2 separate regions of the Anas platyrhynchos genome follow, and region 1 is linked to region 2. A link is a contact called in public Hi-C data. All regions are on one chromosome and are shown on one strand. Each heading gives the region's core, a stretch centred on a gene start, on an enhancer-like site or on the middle of the called end of the contact. The rest is flanking DNA. Distances are from core to core; before and after follow the strand shown.

What was found. A called contact is a pair of places that touch in the nucleus more often than the background predicts.
Region 1: a Hi-C map of skeletal muscle shows a contact between it and region 2, with 3 times the contacts expected there. The contact joins the enhancer-like site here to the promoter of MED18 in region 2. A contact is called at or near these places in 2 of 8 Hi-C or Micro-C datasets (liver and skeletal muscle).

The regions. Positions count from the first base shown.
Region 1 is chrZ:26,480,647-26,484,188 of IASCAAS_PekinDuck_T2T, forward strand. All of the region lies in intron 6 of ANKRD31 (ankyrin repeat domain 31), which reads left to right. Among named protein-coding and RNA genes, the nearest start is that of ANKRD31, 12 kb to the left of the region's middle. Within about 2 kb of position 1,910, at least 1 of the 8 cell types and tissues checked has an H3K27ac peak or open chromatin away from gene starts, as enhancers often do.
Region 2 is chrZ:26,444,547-26,448,279 of IASCAAS_PekinDuck_T2T, forward strand. It overlaps MED18 (mediator complex subunit 18), which reads right to left and starts at 2,128. Exons shown (of 2, transcript XM_027446697.3): 1 at 1,897-2,128; 2 at 287-1,153. The coding sequence starts at 1,969. The coding sequence ends at 600.

The sequences.
Region 1 (3,542 bases), core at 660-3,159, 36 kb after region 2:
AGTGTCATCTTTGTGCTTTTTGATTTTTAGTCTCAGTTCTCTCCTTACTGGCTCACGGCTCTCAGGCCTGTGGATGCTGGACAAGGAAACTCAGGGAAATTAGTTTCTGCAGGAAAAAATAACTGCTTTTACCAGCTCCTATTGCAGTGTCATGGACCATCATGATAATTTCTGCAGCTCTGGCAACATCAGCTGCACTGGTTGTAGAGAAACAAGAGGATCTTCGTGCGTGCATGGAATGCTTGCTGCCATCTGCAGCTTCTTAGGAAAACTGCCATTAGCTTACAGCAAGATACCAGTATCAGAATTTCTTCATGAAAAATATACAACTGATGGTGAATTCTTTCCATATTGGCTCATGGTGACACTGCCAAGATCTGAGAGCTGCAGGAAAACCTATTGTGAGAGGAACCTACGACCATCACAGCTTCTGTGTGCTGATTTGAAGAAAGGGCAGGACGGACACCTTGACAACCAGCAGTGAGTCATTGGGCATGTTGTCTTTTTTATGTAGTCCTGGAAATACAAGAGAAAGTCAATAATTAACGCGATCTCTAGAAATCATGACACCATAAATTGAGTCTTACTGTGTTTTCTTGATTTTGATAAAATAGCAGCCTTGATTTGTGTTCTAGTTTGCCTGTCAGTAGTGTGGCCAGTACTGTTCAAAGTCTGCATGAATGACCTGGACAATGGAACAGCATGAACTCTCAGAAAGCTCACAGACTGTGCTAGGAGGAGTGACTGACACGTTGGACAGCTGTGTTGCCAATAGGAGGGACATGGACAAGCTGGTCAGAGAGGAATCTCATGAAGTTCAGCAAGGGAAATCACAACGTCCTTTATCTGCAGAGCTATAACCGCATCCACCAGGACGTACTGGGGACCAACTGGCTGAAAAACAGCTCTGCAGTGAAGGACCTCAAGGTCCTGTGGACAATAAGCTGACCACGGTCTAGCAATGCACACTTGTGGCAAAGGAGACCAATATCCTGGGCTGCACTAGGAAGAGTTGCCAGTAGGTCTGCCAGAGGGTCCTTCCCCTCTGTTCAGCACTGATGAAGCCACAGAGATGATAAAGGACTGGAGCATCTTTCACATGAGGACAGGCTGAGAGAGTGGGGACTCCTCAGCCTGGAGAAGAGAAAGAATAGGGGAATCTTATCAACGTGTGTAAACAACTGATAGGAGTGAAGATGACTGAGCCAGACCTGTCAGTAGTCTGTATTTCTCAGTCTCTGTAGTTCAGCACTGTTAGCTCAAGAGGCGATGCACACAAATGAAAACCAAAGATATTCCATCTGAACACAAGAAGACACTTTTTTACTGTAAAGGTGGCCACAAAGTGGAACAGGTTGCTGAGAGAGGTTGTGGAGTCTGTATATGTGGAGGTACTCGAAACCTGACTGGATGTGGTGCTGGGCAAAGTGCTGCAGCCAGCACTGCTTGTGCAGTGAAGTTGGATTAGGTGATTGCAAGGGCTTCCCTTCCAACCTCAACCACTCTCTGACTCTCTTTGTGTACCTCTCATGTCCTGGTATACACATGTATTGCAGTTGTGTTCAGCTGAGCACTCTCCTAAAAGCTGGGAGTGTTGATCCTTCTGAAGCCTTAACTCTTTTATAGTGATTCTCTCTTATGTGTGTGTTTTGAAGGAATGAATTTCTCTGCTGTTGTTTGACACAGGGCTAGCAGAAATAGGAGTCCCCTTCATGTGTCTGCTGCACCATTATAACTTACACTTCTGCACTATTCAGCCCATTTCTATCTTTTGTAACATTTCCAAGACACGATCCGTAGCGCCAAATAGCCACCAGTTTATCAACAACTTTTTAATTGTCCTCAAGGGTGTAGAAAAATCCTTGTATCTCGATTCACAAAAGCGATTTGAATGCACTGCCATCTGCTGGAAGTATCGTGTCTCATACAGGCTTGTTCGTACAGTTCACGCAGTTAGACATACAAGGCTTGTCTAAGTCTGGCTTTGAGGCTTTTAACCTACAGTTTCTGTATCTGCAGTCAAGGTTTCTTAGATGAGACTTTGATTTTAGTGTCCTTCTTCTTCCTCCTGTGCGAGGTTCTGAATCAGCTGAGGCTGGATTTGAATGTGGATTTGAATGCTCAGCTCTTACCCAGCGTGTGCTTCCTGGGTGAGATGGGGTGACGAGATTCTGGGTTAATGCTGTAAGGTCAAGAGGATTTGTGCCTGGATTAAGGAGCACCACGATTTGGATTTGTACCAGAAGTAATTGAGACATGAGGGTAGCGGGATTTGAACCAAGGCTTTCTAAGTACCCTGGATATGTTCAGTGAAAGACATTCACAGATACCATGAGATGGCTGGTATTCAGCCCTCTTCCTCACTCCGAAATAAGCAAGTTAATGCCAATGAGATACCTTTACTTGTTGGTATTCTTTTATAGGAACCCCTTCATGAAATGAATTGTTTGAAACATAGCTCATCTGGTAAAAGATGGACCTGAACCTGCATTAACCACAATGCTCATATTTTACTGCTGAGCTACAGACTGAGGATGAGTTTTGCTCTTCCCTTGAGTGAAACTTTTGTGTATTCATACTTAGGCACTGGGGCTTTAAGTGTCTTTATGGGTAAGTGGCAGCTAAGGATTTTGTTTGGAGAGGGAAAGTTTGGGCTTACATTCTGCAGATTTTGGTTACTTGTAGTTGCACAGGATAACCCACTGGCATGTACTAACAGAAACAAGTGCTGGAGAAATATAGGCTTTATAGGTAGGTGGAGGTTTTCTGAATACCAGTCACATTTAAGTGTTGGATTTCAGCTGGCATTTGGGCGTTCAGGGTCTTGGCAAATTAGCCACTTATGCCTGACTGCTCCTTCTTCATTAACATAAATGTCAGTTTCACCTACCCTTCATCTGGTACATCGAACCTTTTTGGTAGAAAATAAATAATATACATACCTGCCATTTATACCATAGTTCTGTAAGTACGGAAGGTTATGCCAGTGTTTTCTTCTCCCTAGTTGTTTGAAGTTTGAAAAATTGGAGAAGTGGTCTAAAAATAACTGTAACTCAGTGCAGAAAAGTAAAACATAGGCAGTACTAAAAAAGGAACCACTAGCTGCACAATGTAGGAAACAGCAGATGGGAAAAAAAATTCAACAAGGGATCATACATGTATGTTTATAATGGCTTACAAACTGAACGTGTGTCAACACAGTCAATTTTCTGCCCTTTCTGTTTTATTATGTGTGGAAGAACCTTTAACATAGCTGGTAACATAATTTATCAAAAAAATTACAAAAATACGTTACCAGCAGTGTTACAGAATTCTTGCACTGCAGAGTATTGCCACTTGCTGGCAGCAAGAGTCTAAAAATATATTGAAAGAAATTATCTTAAGATCCGCTATTATTAAGCAACACCACAATTACATGCAGACATCATATGGAAATACAAGTTTTAGGCTTGCAGAAGCATTTGAAGCAGGAAAAGGAAAAAAAATGAAAAACCTATTATTTGGTATAAAAATGGGTGCATGGGTTGAAAGCAACTGCAAGT
Region 2 (3,733 bases), core at 878-3,377:
ACTCTTGCTCTTCTGTGCTGTGCACAGTTCCTGGTTTTATGCTTGTTATAAACACCTCTTGCATTAAAGGATATCAGTTTCATGTATTATTTAGAAGTGTTAATAGGTGGTATACAAGAATAGTACTCTAAAAACAAAACAAAACTGCACTGAGGTGTAGGTACAAAGGCGTGTGAATTGCACTAAGTTTCATGGATTACTAGGCATTATGCTTTCTAGCACGTATTTCCCCAACAAGTGGGGGGGACGCTACCAATACTAGTATTTAATGATGTTTTGAATGGCATTGTTTTTCTAGAAGTGTCTCATTTTATTCAAAGAATCACAAAATCAGAGAATTGGAGGGGTTGGAAGGGACCCTCAGAGAGCATCGGTTTCAGACCCCTGCCAAAGCAGGTTCACTAGAGCAGGTAAATCACATCCTTTTTTTCACAATCCGCAAATGCGTGAAAAAATACTTAGTACCTGCAACTAGCAAAACATTGCTATGTAGTCCCTTACTCCCCTCTCCATGTTTTGATTTACCCTCAAAAGGTATTTTATAAAAACAACCCTGAAGGTCCCTGGCGAAAGTAATGCTTAGCTCCCCAGCTTTTCAATCACATTAACCTTTTAGGGTCAATTTTCTCCAGGTGCACCAAAGGCTTTAGCTGCTCTGCAAAGTTCCTCATGTCATCGGAGACCACATCCTGTCCGGCTGGAGCCACCACGTTAAGCTCCACAAGGTAGGAGAGGGAGAGCGGCTCAATGTTATCCGTGTTGCCCGGCATCAAGATGCGGAAGATCTTGTAGACCACGATCTTCATGATGCCCTTGCGGAAGACGTGCCCCTTGGCCACGAACTCGTGGTCCATGCGGAAGCCCATCTCCACCAGGAAGTCCGTCAGGTTGTCCGACGTGGCGATGTCCACGCAGTTGCGCACCAGCGCGTGCCGGTTCTTGTCCCCGATCTCTGGCTGGCCCAGGTAGCGCAGGTGCCAGGGCATGCCACTCTTGTCGATGGAGCGCCGCGCCCGCAGCACGAAGGGGCTGGCCTGCTGCCCCTTCAGCAGGAACACCATCTCGTGGTCCAGGAAGGTCTCGGGCTCCATGTTGTCGCACAAGCCGCGCAGGCGGTGCAGCAGGCTCTCCAGGCTCTGGTCCAGGACGCTGCCTGCAGCGGACAGAGACACAGCGGCTGTTGCCAACACCCCACAGACACTGTACACCCCAAATAACCCCAGCACACGCCCAATACTCCAAATACACCCCAAATACCCCAAATACACACCAAATACCCCCAAAACCCCCCAAACACCCCCAACACAACCCAAATACACCAAACATACCCCTAATACACCCCAAACACACCGAACACACTCCCAACACACACCAAATGCCCCCAACATACCCCAAACACTCCCCAAGCACCCCCAACACATCCCAAATACCCCAAATACCCCAACCACCCCCCTAACAATCCACAAACACCCCAGACACACCCCAAATATCCCAAACACACCCCAAACACCCCCAAATACCCCAAACACACCCCCTGCACACCCCAAACGCCCTCAACACACCCCAAATGCCCCAACCACCCCCAACACACCCGAAATGCCCCAGCCACCCCCCTAACACTCCACAAACACCCCAAACACACCCCAAACACCCCAAGTACACTCCCAACACACCCCAAATACCCTCCCCACACCCCCAATACCCCAAACACACCCCAAACATCCCCAACACAGCCCTAGTACCCCAAACACACCCCAAACTCACCCCAAATACCTCCCAAACACCCCATGCGCACCCCAAACACCCCCCAACACACCCCAAACACCCCCCGAGCGCCCCCAAACTCCCCACACAACCCCCCCCCGGGCCAGGGCCGGCTGCCAGCGGGGCGCGCACCCTGCAGCAGGTACTCCATCATGTTGATGGTGCCGCCCGTCACGGGCATCATGGTAACGGGGGGCGCCTCCATGCTGCGGCCGGCGGCTGGAGGCAGGGAGGGAGGGAAGGAAGGAAGGAGGAAGGAGAGGAAGGGAAGGAGGGAAGGGAAGGAGCGGCGGCAGCACCGCCCCGCGGCTCGGAGGGGGGCTGCAGGCAGCGGGGAGCCGAGCCCCAAGCCCCGCCGCCCCGCAGCGCCCGGCGCTGAGGGCAGCAAATGGCGGAGGGGCGGGCACGGAGCCGCCTCAGGGGGCTGAGGGCTCGGGTGGGTCCCTGCTGGTTCTGCCCCACGCCCTGAGCAGCGGTGCAGCACCAGCAGTACCCTGGGCTGGGCGAGCTCACCAAAATTGTGGTATTTTATACCAACGATACCAATATACCAAATGCCACATTGGTAGTTGGGGTGTTGGTGAGCACAGGTGGCTGCCCCCAAAAACAAGGCGTCCCGTCCCCAGAGCCCCGCACTCTGAAGGGCACCCTCGTAACTGCACCCCTGTGCCTTAAAAGTATCTTCCAGCGGGCTTTTCTTTCTGACCTCGTTGAGGACGAGACGCAGCAGGCACAACAGGCAGTTGGTCAGGCAGATGGAGGTGATGGATGGAGAGAAATGCAGATAGAAATAGAAGCTCAACACTGTATTTCCAGCCTCCTACCTAGGTTCTGTTCCCTTTAAAACTCTCATTATACATCTGTCTGTGGAAGGGAGGCTGAGTAGCAGATGGGGCTGGGCCTTTAACTCAGCTCCATATCACATTGCGAATGCACAGAGCAGAATCTTCCCTGCAGAGCCCCTGCAGGGAAATTATCTCTGCAAAACAGGCAGTCCAGCCTCATTTATATGTTGAAACAGCATCAACAGCAAAGGGAGGGTCAGCTGAGTGTACGCTGGATGTATTTTTTTCTTCCTTGTTATAAAACTTTTTTTTTTTTTTGTTTTGTTTTTTTCATCTCACAGTCTCACAGCCTTTGGTTCTGAATCGCCACTTTGTCACCTTTGTCAATCAAAACTGCTTTCAGAATGTGCACGTGGCATTTTCCATTTGCTGGCACTGAATTAATAGCAGAAAGCCTCCCACCCCACAAATCTGACTGAACAGTTGTTAAAATTAATTACTCTGCAGTTATACAATAGGCAATTTATATAGTGCATTGATTGCACAATTAAAAATTGTAAAAGTTGTTGACAATTTCAGCACTAGGATAACTCATTAAGAGATCTCATGTCTTAGCAGGTAACTCAGGGATTTGGTAGTGCTCAGCCATTTTGCCACAAACAATGATGTGTCACTAGCTGAGCTACCATCTTAAATTATGGGCATAAATTTACAGCATAAAGACAGTGATAGAGAAGGCAACAAACATCATACAACTGATGACATTGTCAGCCTCATTGTAATACAAATTATGGCTTATTCTGCGCTACCTTGCTAAGCAGGAACATTTGTCAAGTGAGATGATAGTTTAATGAGATCCAAGTGACTTCCAGACTTGGCTGTGTCCTTAAACTCTTACCACCAGAGCAAAAACTAAAGTTGCATGTAGTTTTCTGTGCTATATGACTGTCCCTCTCTGGATCTTACATTACCTTTGTAGGCTGCTTTGTCAAATATCAAAGGAATTGCCATGAGAACATCTCTTCAGTGAGTGTCAAGTACTGATTTTCTGAAGACTAACCCAGAAACAATTTTCAGATTGGAAACCCAAGATAGTTCCTGCAACAGTACAATTCTCTTTAGTCAGAAACTGTGCCAAAGTAATATGTCTCCATGTGGCTCATTTTTCTCACTAAAGATAAACT